Linked DNA regions of Mus musculus: region 2 is linked to region 1. The links are chromatin contacts, called in public Hi-C maps. All regions are on one chromosome and are shown on one strand. Each heading gives the region's core, a stretch centred on a gene start, on an enhancer-like site or on the middle of the called end of the contact. The rest is flanking DNA. Distances are from core to core; before and after follow the strand shown.

Region 1 (7,542 bases), core at 1,371-3,870:
GAGGACTGGGAGTTGCAGGCCCGCCTGGGATACACAGTAAGGGTCGTCCTATGCTAGACAGACTGTGTCTCAGGTAAACACAGCCCTCCTAAAAGGAAACAAATACAGAACAAATGCTGGGACCTGGCCATGAAAAGAAGCTCTGAGTTCTTGATACACTGGGTGTGGTGGCTCCTGCCTGTAAGAGTTAGAGGCAGAAGGATTGAAGTTTAAGACCATCCTTGGCTACACAGCCTTGAGTCAAGGCTCTGTGAAATGAGGCTCTGTCAAAGGTAAACACCACCATCTTCCCCCTTCCCCCAAATGTGCTTCCAGAACCTCCAGTTTTGCCTGCAAAGTAGTGTATTCTCCCATCTTGCGTTAGGGAGTGAATCTCCACATTGCACTTGGCAGTTAAAAGGATGTAGGATGTGGTAAAGCTGAAGTAACATGGAAACAGCTGCAATACTGGCTTCTGCCTTACAATGGCTTGGGTGGTGGGTGGATGGGGCACCTGGAGAGATGGTGGCCTAGATCCCCAGGACCCTCATAAAAAGTCAAGCATGGTGGTGAGCGTGTGCAGTTCCGGCTGCTGGCTAACCTTCTCAGCTGAACTGACCAGCTCTTGGCTGAGAAATCCTGTTTCAAAAACTAAGAGAAGTGACAAGGCCTAATGTCAAGCTGTGACCTCCGTATGCACATGCACAGGGCAGCATACCACAGCCACACAAATGAGAAAAAATGGAGGCTGGAGGAGTGGTTTAGAGTGCTGCTGTTGGAGGGGACTATAGTTTGGTTCTCAGCACCCATAATCAGATGACTGACAACTGCTCTTAACTTCCACTTCAAGGAATTCCATGTCCTCTTCTCATCTCATGTGCCTATATCACACCCAACATAAACACATAATTAAAATAAAGGGGCTGGAGTCGTGGTGGTTTAGCAGTTTAGAGCACTTGTTGCTCCTGTAGAGGAGGTGGGTTCAGTTCTGAGCACCCATATAGCAGCTTGTAACTGTACCTCCAGTTCTGAGAGGATCTGATGCCCTCTTTTGGTTTTCTTGGTCCTGCATGACTCTGGTGAACAAAATATTCCTGCAAGACCAAACACCATGCATGCAAAAGAAAAGTTTGGGGTTAGAGAGACAGCTCAGTGGTTAAGAACAGTTGTTGTTCCCAGCACCCACACATTTAAAATCTCATATAAAACCATCCAGAACTCCAGTTCTAGGGAATCTGATCCTTCCTGACTTCTGTGGGCACCGGGCACAGATCTGGTGCGCATAAAAATAAAATAAATCTTTAAAACTTTTTAACTGTTATTTTATGTAAATTAAAAAAATTGTACATGGATTTTTTTTTTTTTTGCCTGCATGTCGGTATGTGCATTATGTCTGTGTCTGTTTCTAGTGGAGGCCAGACGAGGGTGTCAGATTCCTGGAACTGGAATCACTGATGGTTGTGTGAGTTGTCATGCAGGTGCTGGGAACCAAATTTGAGTCGGCTCCCAAGGCAGCAAGTACTGAGCCATTGGTCTAGGAGAAAAAAAAAATTAAAGTAAAAATAAACCTACAGTTGTAGCCATCCGCAAAACACTTGCTTGGCTTAATGGAACTGTAGACTTGACCCTCTGTAACGTACAGAAATAAGCACGAGAGGGTGAGAACGCCTTTATGAGGCAGAAGTGTCGACTCATCTTTCACTGGCACTGGGATTCTTCCAGAGTTGGGATCTGCGATGCTTTCTGCTTTGTTTTGTTTTTTTGTTTTTTTGTTTTAGTTTTTTTGTTTTGTTTTGTTTTGTTTTGTTTTTCGAGACAGTGTTTCTCTGTATAGCCCTGGCTGTCATGGAACTCACTCTGTAGACCAGGCTGGCCTTGAACTCAGAAATCTGCCTGCCTCTGCCTCCCGAGTACTGGGATTAAAGGCACGCGACACCACGCCCGACTGCGATGCTTTCTAAAATATGGGTTTTCACTACAGCCTAAGAATTCAGGTGTAACAGCCACTGAACCTTACCACGGTGTGCTTCCCTGAGCACTGTGGCCTTTTGCTTAAAAAGAATATCACAAAGTGATAGCAAATGCCAGGAAGTTGGAAGAACTTTTATGACACAGTTGTCAGTGAGGATTGGGAAGGTAGTAGCGTGTATCCTAGCAGGAGGGAGGCTGAGACAGGAGGAACATCAAGAGTCTGTAGCCAGCATACAAAACTATAGAAACTATAGAAAAAGATTGCGGCTCTCTTTCCTCTTACTGGTTGGAGTAGAGAAGTGATATTTATATCAGCCAATGAGAAATTTTTACGGAATTAACTAGTGTCAAGTGACAATCCAGTGTTGAAGAATGGATCCCTTACACCCTTGGCAGGTTGACGTTTCTGCGACCAATAAGCCAACCCGAATCAACCTAGTGAGCTGAGGCCTCAGTGTCTTTTCCAGAGACCCCGCCTTCCCGGTCTGACAACCCGGTTTGACTTCTATTGGCTTTCACTTAAGAGTGACAGTTTTATTACCCAGTGAATTTGTGAGATTAGCCCTTCCTCGTGCCTTTTTTATTGGCTCACGTTCTTGAGTGGCAGTGCTTTGAACCAATTGGATATAGCAGTAGGGTTGCGGACTCCGCCCCGGAGGCCGGGAGGGTTGTTCGCTCGGGTCGGGTGTCGCCTGAGAACCGGATGAGGCGGCGACTCTGAGGCCGAGCCGGGAGCGGGCGTCGCGGCGAAGGGGAGACCGGGCGGGCCGGCAGAGCAGAGCAGGAGGAAGCAACGGCCACAGACACATCGGAACCGAGAGTCTTAGTCGGGGGATCCGCGCGGCGGAGGCGGACACCATGGGCAACCGCGGGATGGAAGAGCTCATCCCGCTGGTTAACAAGCTGCAGGACGCCTTCAGCTCCATCGGTCAGAGCTGCCACCTGGACCTGCCGCAGATCGCCGTGGTGGGCGGCCAGAGCGCCGGCAAAAGTTCGGTGCTCGAGAACTTCGTGGGCCGGTGAGCGAGCGCGCCGGCGGCGGTTCTGGGGCTCCGGCCGGGAGGGCGGGCGGCGGCCTAGGGCGCGGAGGGCGGGCGGGGAATGGCGGAACTGCGGCTCGCGGACGCCGCAGCACCGGTGGCAGTGGATAAGGTCTGGGGCAAGAGTCTCCATGGCTTTCCGCAGGGACTGGAGATGCAGATCCAAGTCTGGGACTAGTCGATGATAGTGGGCGGTGTTTGGGGCAAGACGGTCAGTGCCGACCCCTCTTGGTGCTTCTAGTTCCGGCTATGGCTGGGCAACTCTGACATCGCTTTACCTGTAGTCCGGGATAGATCCACTCCTCTTTCCTTCTGCTACCTGGAAATCTTAGTGTGTGTGCTAAGATGTTGAAGATAACACTTGCCACTTAGCCATCCATGGGGAATGACCCCTGGGGTCTGTCTGGCCAGTTATTTTCTGGAGCCTGCTCTCTTGCCTGGTTAGCTGGTTATCTGTTCTAGACAGGCTTCCTACCGGCACCATTTGGTTGTCCCATCTGTCCAAACTCACTCTGAAGTCCACCGTTGTCTGGCTAGCCATCTAAGGTGACCTCTCGTGTGCAAATGCCCATCTGTGCCCCTTATTTACGTGAGTTGGCCTCTGCCATCTGACTGGCTGAACTTTGGGAGCCTCCTGTTATCTGGTTCTCTTGGGCCGACTGGCTCTTTGAATCCATCCATTAGTCTGTTCTCCATTCCCACCCAGGCATCCCTGCCTGTCCATCCTCTCTGAGTGACAGAGGTTGGAGAACTTGGGAAGAAACATTCTTTAGGATTCTTTCTTGGGCTAGGATCCCCTAACCTAGAGCTTCCCAGTTGGAATGCTCTCTAGATAGCTCTGGGAGCCTCAGCTTGTTCCATCTGTCCAGTGGGCAAATTCCACTTGCAGCTGTTTGTAGGATCCAGGAAGTGAGTGAAGGAGGGATGTTGATTTACTCCTGTCCCCTCCCCCTCTGCCTCTCCCCGCAGCAGCACTTCTCCATTCCAGGAAGTGTTCCATGTATGATGCTGCAGTGTGTGCCTACCCAGTGTTAACATTTGCTTTGCTGTGGACATTATCATTGTGTGTGTGTGTGTGTGTGTGTGTGTGTGTCCAAGTGTGTGCCAGAGTGCATTTGTGGAAGTCAGAGGGCATAATCTTTGTGAAGTCCTTCAAAATTTATGTGGGGATTAAACACCGGGCCGCAGACTTATATAGCAAGTCCTAGTATCCATTGAGCTATGTCATTGTCCTTCCATCTTAAATTGTAGAGACATGGTCTCTCACTGACCATGCAGCTCACCGATCTCATTGGGTCTCTCTCTCTCTCTCTCTCTCTCTCTCTCTCTCTCTCACACACACACACACACACACACACACACACACCATGCAGCTAACTGATCTCACTCAGCTATTCTCGCTGGCCAGTGAGCTCCAGGGATCCACCTCTCTCTGTCTCACCCTATCATTGGGTCACACACACACACTCACACACACACCCTCTGTTATTGTTGTTACCAGTCTTTTGTGGAGGCAGAACATCTCTAAATTTGAGGCTAGCTCACTCTACATAGAGTAGAGTTCTAGGGCAGCTAGGGCTACATATTGAGACCCAGTCTCAAAAAAACCTCAAAAGTTGATTCAAGACTGCAGGGACTGGGTACTTGGAAGTGTACATTTAGGTTGAATTAGCTGCACCTGTGATCTTAGGATTTTGGGAGTCTGAGGCAGGAGATTTCTTGAGTTTGAGTTCAACATGGGCTCCATTGTTAGTCCTGTCTCCAAAAAAAAAAAAAAAAGCCATGAGAGGGCTGTGTGGTGACGCTCGGGCATGGAGTACTTGCCTAGCATGAATAAGACCCAGGGGTCAGTTCCCAGCACCAAACTAATAAGAAATATTGTTGATATTTATGTTCTCTTTGATTGCATTCATACTCAAAAACACCTATGGCTTTTAGGTAATGAAATAAAAATTTTATGTATATGTATATACACATATCCCTGTTTGTTTGTTTGTTTGTTCGTTTATTTATCTATTTGTTTTTTGGTTTTTTTGAGACAGTGTTTCTCTGAGTAACAGAGCCTGGCTGTCCTGGAGCCACCTTTATAGGCCAGGCTGGCCTCTAACTGAGAGACTTGCCTCTACCTCTCAAGTGATGAGATTAAAGGCAAGTCCACCAAGCCTAGCTATTGATCAATGTTTTAAAAAGCATCTCAGAATGTAGACAGGCTGGCCTTGAACATACAGGGATGCACCTAGTTCTACCTCCTGAGTGCTGGGATCAAAGGCATACAGCACCGTTCCTGGGTGGGGGTTATTTTGGTTTTTTGTTTTTTAATTTTAAAAAAATTTTTGTTTGTTTATTTTGAAACAGTCTCATACTGTAGTCCAGGCTGACCTGGAACTTACTATAGCATAGGTTGGCCTCCAGAATTGTAGCAGCAGTTGTCCGATTTCATTTTCTAAGTGCTGGGGTCACAAGCACACACCACTATGGCATTAAGTTCATTTTACTCTAGAATGCATAACGTACCTGTGTTGCAGGACTTTGCCAAGAGGCCCACTCAATCCCATTCTTTATTTCCTGCTATGGACTTTATTAAACAGAGTCAGAACTATGAGTCTGTCTGACCCTTGTGCTGTTTCTTTCCTCTGCTGTTCTTGAATATCCATCCAGGGGCATCTGGTTGTCAGCCAGGAGCAAAGGAGAGTGTGCCAAGGGCTTGGGCCAGCCCAGCACCTAGGGACAGCTCAAAATGCTTCCTGTCAGGGCTGCCTTAGATTTTTCTAAGAACATTAGTGTACACTAGGACAGCTCAGTGGGCCCAGCCCCTTGCCGAGACTTGCATGCAGATTGCTAGCCCTGGAGGCCAAGGGCTTGAAATGTAACAGGTTTCACATGAGGTCCAGATTTCTACAGAGCCTGAAACTACCCTGAAGGTTTTAGTAATAATGAGGTAGAGGCCTGAGGCCCCAAGCATGGGTCTACCAAAGCTGTGACTTTAGTCAAGGGCATTGATTGGGCATTCTAGGCCCCAGGTTCCTGAGTGTGTGTCTGTGCACAAGTGTCTGAATATGAGTGTGTGGGGTCAGAGGGCAGCCTTAATCATGGTTCCTCAGGAGCCGTCGTCTTTGTGGGTTTGAGTCACTTGTAGTCTAGGCTGACTGGCCAGCGAGCCCCAGGGATCTCTCTGCCTGGACCATTACAGTGCTGTGATGACAGGCGTGCATAGTGATGCCTGGCGTTTTACCTGAGCGCCAATGATTGAATCTTGGCTGACATTGAAATGGCTATAGAGCTGAGGCTAACCTAGAACTCTGGATCTCCTACCTTTACCTTCTGAGTTCTGGCATTGCAGGAGTGCACCACCATGTTTGGGTTTATGTAGTACTGGGGATGGAACTGAGAACTTTGTGCATGGTAGGTGAGGCAGCCAGACCCCAGGTTTCTCTGCTCTAAGACAGAGCTGTATGTAATCTGGGCAGAGTGGCAGTGGTATAATGTCTGCTCCCCCAGAAGTGAAAAAGTAAGACTGAGACCCTCACCCTGGGGTGAGCTGACTTCACGGGTAACTCACTGGATCTTCTAACCAGGACTGCTTTTACCATTTTAGAAGCGTTAGCATTTGAAACCAGCATCTGAGCCAGCCAGCTTTGTGAGCTAGCTATGGCTCTCAGGAGGGCTTGGTTTCTACCTAATCGTTGCTATTTAATTGAGGGACTGGCAAAGAGGCTAGCTGGGCTTTTTTCCCCTACCCCACCCCCATTTGGACAGGAACCCAGGAAGTTGGGGTTCCAGCCTGGAAAGCGGAGGCTAGACTCCTTCCTGTGAATGTATTGCCTTTCTGAATCGGAATCTCAGAAGGAAGTGGGGTTACAGTTTGTTCCTTGAGTGTTTGACTGCCTTACAGCGTTACCTGGTGCATGTCACTGAGGCCGAGTCCCACTTGTCTATGACTTTCACGAAGGCTGGCAAGATGGCTCAGTAGGGAAAGGGGTTTGCCACCAAGCCTGATGACCTGGGTTGATTTCTGAACTCCAATGGTAGAAGCAGAGAAGCAATTTCTGTGTGATGTATGCACACGGAGACACAAGCCCAAAGAGGATACATAAATGAAATGTTCGGGAAAAAAATTTTTTTAAAGAAAAACAAAAAGGGAGCCCAATACTGCAGCTCAGTTGGCAAGTGCTTAGCATGAGTGGGGGTTCCACACCCAGCAGCACAGAAACCGGGTGCTTGGAAAGTGGAGGCAGAAGATCAGGAATTCAAGGTGTGCTTCGCAGCAGAGCTGGTTCTGCTAGCCTGGGCTACATGAGATCCTGCTTCCCTGAAAAAATAAAATAGAGTTCCAGCCTCAGGCCTAGAACCCAGGACTCAGCTAACCTGGGTGGGCTCTGTTGGGAATTAAATAAATAGGTGTGTGTGTGTGTATGTGTGTGTGTGTGAGTGTGTGTGAGAGAGTGTGTGTGTGTGAGTGTGTGTGTGTGAGTGTGTGTGTGTAAGGGGGGGGGGAGAAAACGTGTAATAGCAATAACTCTTCCATAGGCCAAGTGAGTGTTCACTGGACAGT
Region 2 (7,542 bases), core at 1,510-4,009, 56 kb after region 1:
GGGTGGAACCAGACTTGAATCATGCCCACAGGCCCCATGTCATCATGGGTCACTTGTGGGCCTCCTGGTGTCCCCTCCTTAATTGCAATCAATGAAGTATACCCTGTTCTCTAGCGTCCCAAGATCCTTGGGTTACCCTGAGGGCTCCCCAGTTGGGGACTCTCTGGTATCCTACCCCCAGCTTTAATGGGATAGTTTTCCTTGTCAGGGACCTAGCCATGCTTAGAAAGTTGCTGACCACACCCTTTGTTTCTCTCTGACTTATCTCTCCCTGCTTCCCCACTGGGTCTGGACGTTTTTAGAACTGGGCTCTTCACGCCGGATTTGGCGTTCGAGGCCATTGTGAAAAAGCAGGTGGTCAAGCTGAAAGAGCCCTGTCTGAAATGCGTGGACCTGGTTATCCAGGAGCTAATCAGTACAGTTAGGCAGTGCACCAGCAAGGTACCACACCTGCGGACGCGGGGCCGCAGGCTTGGTATCAGGCCCCAGGTTACCTCACTTCCAAGAATCCTACAGGGATGGGACTGTGTCAGTCTGGACCCACTCAGGAGGGGGTGGGGGAATGCTGGGCTTCTTAGAACCAGCTAGACTGGTGACAGGTCTCCTGGGATCCTGATACCAAGCCCAGCATGCGTATGGTGGAATGGGGATGTCATCTGGCTGTGTTGCTTTGCTGCTTGCGAGGGAAGCAGATCGGGTATTCCTCTTCAGCTGTTGGAGGCCAAGGCTCCCGAAGCTTCACTGTTATCCCCCTTGAAAAATGACAAATGCCTGCTTCTTTGGAGTGGGTCACTTCTCTGTTCCCATGGCACTGGGAAGAACATAAACACTGGTGGCATACTGAGAGCTCAGTGCCCAGCTTCACAGAGCTACTTGGGTTCCACAGTGGCTCTGCCAGCCTTCACTGTGCCCTGTGCTGCCCTTGTTCCATCCCCACCCCTCCCAGGTAACTCCACACTCAGTCCTCATGGTCTTCAATGAGGACTCATGCCCACTCTTCATGGGCAACTGCCTCCATTTGGCCCAAACCACCAGGCTCCTCTGGGAGGACTGTATCCTGGGACAGCACGCTCCTGCCAAGCAGCGGGAGTGCTTGAGGGGAAGGAGAGGGCGTCTGCTAGTGCAACCTCGACATTGTCAGCTCTGAAAGGGCAGAGAGCACCTGCTTCAGCTGCCTGTCCTACTGGAGCAAAGTCCCCATTTGCTTCCTCAGCTTCTCCAGTGGGAAACAGAGCAAAATAAGCCAGCCAAGCAAGGGCTGGGGTTAGCGTTAGGGTGAGTTTGTAGAGTGCTTGGCTGGCTGCACAAAGCTTGGGGTTCCATCCTTAGCATCCCATAGACCAGATGTGGTGGCTCATACCTGTGATCCCAGAACTGGATCCAGGAGTTGGAAGTAGGAAGTTAGAAGTTCAAGGTCATCCTCAGTATATATACTAAGTTGGAGGCTAGCCTGTGCTACAAGGCCATTTCAAAAACTGAAGCCCAGAGGGGCTGCTGATTGACACCCTCTGGTCCCTTATCACAGACGTGATGATTTAAGATTCCTCACATGCCTTTGGCCCTATGCTGAGTGTCCTGTAGCACTTAGCCTTGAGCTGTAGGCCAGCCTATGCTCCCCCAGGCCTTGCTTATCCCAAGCTGCTTCCAGGACAGATGTGGGTGCAGGCTTTTCTGCGTATGCACTAACCAGCTCATTCTCCTTTCTTCTCTTTCTCTCTTTATCTCCCGTCCTATGTGTGCATTTGTGCGTGTGGCCTGCACTACCCCTGGGTGTCTCTCAACCTCGTCCCGCCCTCCTCCGCATGACCAGGACGGGGCTCTTCACCCCCGACATGGCCTTTGAAGCCATCGTGAAAAAACAGCTTGTAAAACTCAAAGAGCCGAGTTTGAAGTGTGTTGACCTGGTGGTGTCGGAGCTAGCCACGGTCATTAAAAAGTGTGCTGAGAAGGTAACAGGTCTTGCTCCTCCTGTCCCTCATCAATTCCCACCTATCATCTCTTCATTGGTGTCAGCCCTGAGCATCGGGACAACCTTGCCTACAGGGGACCCCTGCTGGGCACAGTGCCATCTGGAACTTTGCGTGGCAGGCTGAGTGGGGGAGGTACAGCGCACACGTCCCACCCTCTCAGTTTTGGGGTCCAGTTGGGAAACCTTTGCCATGTCCAAGCACAGTCACATCTGTGAAACCATTCTCACTTCTAGATGTCACCCCTTGCCACCACTGTGTCCTCCTGTGTGTTCCTGCATTGGGGTGCGTTTAGCAGCATCTTTCCTCTCCTGGGGAAAGTGTGGCTCGGGTCACTCACTACCCCAGATAAAAAGAAGGGAGTCTGAGGATTGGCCACATGGCTGCCAAATTCACAGAGATCAGGGAATATTTTCCAGCAAAGGGTTCCCTGAGCTCAGCGACCCCGACGCTGTGCCTTTTATCCTGGAGCAGGGCACTATGCTCATTCGAATGCCCAGTGAGGGCCATCAGTTTGTCCTGCCTGCACCTAGTGCTGGGCGGGAGGGGGCTGCCTGGCACCTCTGGGTAGTAAGTGTCATTCACCCTCTCTGCCACTTTCCACCTCCAATCGCTGGCTTTGCAAGCGGCTCTCAGCATGCACGGCACCCTCTTGCCTTTCCCACTCCACATGCCCCTGACTGGCCTGCCCTTGTCTCCCGGCTCCCCTCCCCTCCCCTGGCCTGGCCATGAAGACCTTGTCAGCTCAGCCCTTGTGCTTGCTCCCCAGCTGAGTTCCTACCCCCGGCTGCGAGAGGAGACCGAGCGAATTGTCACCACCTACATCAGGGAGCGAGAAGGGAGAACCAAGGACCAGGTATTGTACCAGTTCTCTGTTTCCTCTTTGTTCATGTCTAGCAAATTTTGAGAATTTAGTTTTGTGAAGTGATAATATTTTTCTTTAACTCAACCTGGCTTCCAAATAAATTAGTCAGAGACTCTAAGATGTACTTAATCAAGCTATATGACACAATAGCTAAGTAGTTATTAATCTGTTCTAATCCTTGAAGCTAATCTGGCGACCTCCCAGCCATAGTCTCCAAGGTACTTGTATCTTGTGTCTGGCTCTCTGCTCCAATATGTTCCTATATGTTCCAATATGTTCCTATGGTGAGCATCACAGAGATTCCTCTCTTTCTTTACCCTCCCCTGGCTGAGGTCAGAAGTCCAGCCATACACTCTCCAGTGCTCAGCCATTGGCAGATCAGCTTTTATTGAGAAAACAGAGAATAAACCAACAACTGTATACACAACATTGAGACAAGAGATACTTAGAATAGACAACAGTACCATGTCCAGATTGCCACCAGATATGGGGACAGAAATCAGCATTTGAATAAGATAAGGATATTTATTTATTTATTTATTTATTTATTTATTTTTGTTTGGTTGTTTGGTTTTTCGAGACAGGGTTTCTCTGTATAGCCCTGGTGATCCTGGAACTCAGTGTATAGACCAGGCTTGCCTTGAACTCAGAAATCTACCTGCCTCTGCCTTCCAAGTGCTGGGATTAAAGGCGTGCACCAAACATGCTTACACTGTGAGGTTTTGGTTTTGGTTTTGGTTTTGGTTTTTTTTTTTTTTTAGATATTTTCTTTATTTACATTTCAAATTTCTTAGTTTCTTCTGAAAATCCCCTATCCCCTCCTCCTCCCCCTGATCCCCAACCCATCCATTCCTGCTTCCTGGCCCTGGCATTCCCCTATACTTTTGCATAGAACCTTCACAAGACCAAGGGCCTCTTCTCCCATTGATGGCCCACTAGGCCATCCTATGCTATATATGCAGCTAGAGCCACAAGTTCCACCATGTGTTTTCTTTGATTGGTGGTTTACAGCTGTTTATCTCGCCTGTGTTTTCCATAGCATGCACGTGGAGGCTGGAGGACATCTCTGAGGAGGGTTCTTGCCTTCTCTTTATGCAGAGGTTCTGGGGGTGATGTGGGGGGGTCGAACTTAGTTCACCAGGCTTCCAAGGCAAGTGTCTTTATCTGCGGAGCCATCCTAACAGCTCCAGATCCATTCTGAGGCCTAGGACCATGATGCGGCTAATATAGCACTTGCCTAGCATGCGAAGCCCTAGTTTCCACCTCCAGCACCCTGTCAGGATGTGGTGAGGCACAATTGTCATCCTAACTTGGGAGCAGAGTTAGGAAGATCCGAAACTCGGTGTCATCCCTTGACTACATAACTGAGTTCAAGGCCAGCCTGGGCTACAGGAGACTGTGTCGCCTACCACACCTTCCCAAAAAAAAGAGAGAAAGGAAAAAACGAATTATTACTATCTGTGGCCACCAACCTGTATCCTGGCCTCCCCATAATGCATTGAGAAGTCTTCCACCATGATTGTTCAGGTGGCATTAATGTCTTTGTGCAACTACAGATTAGATTGTTCTATACATGCAACTAAATCTTTGTTCATTTTCTCAAGACCAAGGTGTTCTGTTCTTTGCCGGGCCTTTCCATAGTGCTTCGGGGAGACTGTGATTTCCAACTCTGACCCAGTGTTGAGGGCCATGTGTCACCTATGGTGGCAGTGGTTGACTTTCTCCATTGTTGGGACATTTTCTACTGTGAATCTACTGTATCGTTTTAGAGCTGCCCCTACCTGCTGGAGAAATGCTAGGGCATCTGGAGCCTTGCACTTCCATACCCTGAGCTGTCATTAACCCTTCAGGAGGGGAGCTGGAGCCATGCCTCCTCAGTGGACCTCGATTGTGTTCCCAGCACTCCCATGTTTACTCACAATCATCTATGACTCCAGTTCCAGGAGCTCCCATACTCCTAGTGTTGCAAGCGCTAGGCACGCACAGTGTGATCAGTCATATATGTAGGCCTTGTACATATAGAATAAAAATAATCTAATTATGGGGTCTCATTACAGGTGCTTAAATCTAAATTACTGCAAGTGTTCATATTGGGCCTGTCATGGTGAAAAAACTGGCTCCTTTGACTTTAAGCCAGCATTTAGTACTGGACCTCTTAGACACTCTGTAACCCCATGGCTTAGGAGATATGGCTTTGATGAAGGGGCCTGTCATCACAGTATGGAGTCATCACAGTATGGAGAGACTGAAATAGGATGAGCAAGAATTCAAGGCTGGACAGACTGGGTTATATTATGAGACTGTCTCAAAATAAAACAAGGACAGAATGCTTCTGTCATACACATAGCCCTGGGTTCTATTCCCAGCACCTCAGGAACCTTACACTGATGGTGCACTTGAGATTGCTCAGGAGGTGGAGGCAGGAGGATCGGGAGTTGAAGGTCTTTCTCAGCTGTGTGTTAAATTAGAGGTCATCCTGGGCTCTGGGAAACCCTGTCCCCAGAAAACAAACAGAAAGTCAAAACAATACACCACCGAAATACACCATGAACACTTCTGCTTGTTTCCATCACTGCTCCTGAGGCTGCTGCTGCTCTTCCTGTGCACACAGCCTCTGGGATCCACTGTGGACACTACCAGGCTTCACAGCAGAGCTGTGGGAAGACAGTGTTCAGGCCTTACAGAGCCAGCTTCAGGGACTCTGCACAACACCCCGCCCTCCCCAACAACCTCCTAGGTCTGTGTATATTGTCTTGGTTATCACTGAGGAGCTAAAGACACAGTGACCAGGGAGTGTCTGGCCTTGAGCCAGCAGAAACCTTTGCCAGCGGAACCAGAGCCCCTCTGCCAGGCAGCCTGGCCTGTTGTTAATAGGAACTAGGGTAGAAAGCTGCCTGAGTCAGTACAGTCCATGGAGCGACTTCAGCCTTTGCAAACTAGGACCATTAGCATCCTAGCAGACAGGGCTGTAATGAGGTTGGCAGTGGACTATAGCGGCATCTCTGTCTGCCAGATTTGAGAATGCAGCTGTCTCAGGTATGGGCATGTACACACATGCTGGGCACCTGCAGAGGTGATTGGGCTTTTAGTGCGTGTGGTACTGAGTTCCATCTTTTTTTTTTTTTTTTTTTTTTTAAGATTTATTAGCCAAGCATACAAGCATAGTGGTGCACACCTTTGATCCCAGCACTCAGGAGGGCAGAAGCAGGTGGACCATATGTAGGTATATGGTCTACAGAGCAAGTTCCAGTATAGCCAGAGCTACACAGAGAAGACCCATATGGGAATGAATATTTTGTCTGCATGTAATGTGTGTGTGCTACATGCATATCAGGTGCTTGTAGAGGCCAGAAGAGAGCATCTATCCCTTGGAACCAGAGTTCGAGACAGGTGGGAGCCACCATGTGAGAACTGAGAATTGAACTCAGGCCCTCTCTCCAGCCCTCAGCCATACTCTTAATTTTACATTAGTATGTTTGAAAACAGAGCCACACATAAGCCAAGCATGTTGGTGCACATCATTAATCCCAGCACTTGGGAGGCAGAGGCAGGCGGATCTCTGAGTTCAAGGATAGCCAGGGCTACACAGAGAAATCCTGTCTCAAAAAAAAAGGAGGAAAGAAAAGAAAGCCACACATGGGCTGATGCTGGCTTGAACTCGGAGTGCAGCTGTGAGAGTATCTGTATAACATACACACATGTTGTCACGTGGGTGTGCGTGCATGTGAACTGATGAGATCCCAGAGGCGAGTCTGACGTCAGATGCGCTGTGATTTGAAGCTGGCTCAGGAGCAGCGTGGTGGTAAAACACTCTCCTAACATTTATAAATCCTGACTCCCAACAATGGCAGTATCAATAAAAGAGAAAAAGAAAGAGAAGAGAATGAATTCCAATCCACTTCCATAACTTAATAACATTAGGCCCCAGGTCACAGGTCAGGCCGTGGCCCAAGGAAGACAGCCCACAAGGCAGTACCCATGCCCACCACATTGAGCTACCAGGCACTGTCCCCTTATCCCAGCCTTCCTGTGTGGCTCTTTTCCACCTGCAGATCTCCCCTTGTCCTGGTGATTTAGCCTGCCCGCTACACCCTGTCGGGGAGAGCAGGGGGGGGGGGGATGCACCAGTTATGTCTGCTGCCCTCTGCTGTGTGTGTGTGTGTGTACTGTGCCTTCCTTGCTGTTCTGTACACTGTAGTCACACACCCCTACTTTCCTCTAGATTCTTCTTCTGATTGACATTGAGCAGTCGTACATCAACACAAACCATGAAGACTTCATTGGATTTGCCAAGTACGTATACAGCCATTGTCAGAGGGGCAGCACCAAGACCAGAGTGGTCATCCATCTGCTGGGGATGCTGGGCAAAGGGTAGAGCCATTTGAGAGTGCCTTGGAGCTTTCTGTGCTGTGACTTCTGTCACAGTGTCCTCACCTAGCATGTTGTCTATGGACATCTCAGGGACAAGGTGTGTACTCTGTGGCCATTCTCAGGGAAGAGGAGGCCAGCCAGGTTCATACTCTGCATGACTTCTTAGAGCTTTTCACAGCTGGAGCACCATGTGGGCTCTGCCTTTCACACACTGTACACAGATACATACGCACTGTAGACTTAAAACCAGAACCTTGGGGTGGGATGTTTCCATTGTTAGCACTTGGCTAGCATGCACAAGACCTGGATTAGACCACAGGGCCAAAACAACAGATACCA

What was found. Hi-C and Micro-C count contacts between places; a contact is called where the count stands out from the background.
Region 2: a Hi-C map of rod photoreceptor shows a contact between it and region 1, with 1.9 times the contacts expected there. The contact joins the enhancer-like site here to the promoter of Dnm2 in region 1. A contact is called at or near these places in 13 of 39 promoter capture datasets (3T3-L1-derived adipocytes, the C10 cell line, the HPC-7 cell line and 7 more), 50 of 484 Hi-C or Micro-C datasets (3T3-L1-derived adipocytes, the 63-12 cell line, the AML12 cell line and 34 more), 29 of 115 datasets of contacts at active chromatin or transcription factors (the 230-238 cell line, CD8 T cells, the HPC-7 cell line and 18 more) and 5 of 9 other capture datasets (adipose tissue, embryonic stem cells, liver and 2 more).

What each region holds. Positions count from the first base shown.
Region 1 is chr9:21,422,288-21,429,829 of GRCm38.p6, forward strand. It overlaps Dnm2 (dynamin 2), which reads left to right and starts at 2,621. Exons shown (of 21, transcript NM_001253893.1): 1 at 2,621-2,969. The coding sequence starts at 2,809.
Region 2 is chr9:21,478,597-21,486,138 of GRCm38.p6, forward strand. Dnm2 (dynamin 2) reads left to right here. Exons shown (of 21, transcript NM_001253893.1): 10 at 303-441; 11 at 2,737-2,823; 12 at 7,055-7,125. Among named protein-coding and RNA genes, the nearest start is that of Mir199a-1, 14 kb to the right of the region's middle. Within about 2 kb of position 2,760, at least 8 of the 459 cell types and tissues checked have an H3K27ac peak or open chromatin away from gene starts, as enhancers often do. A contact at or near this core is called in rod photoreceptor, where this site is marked.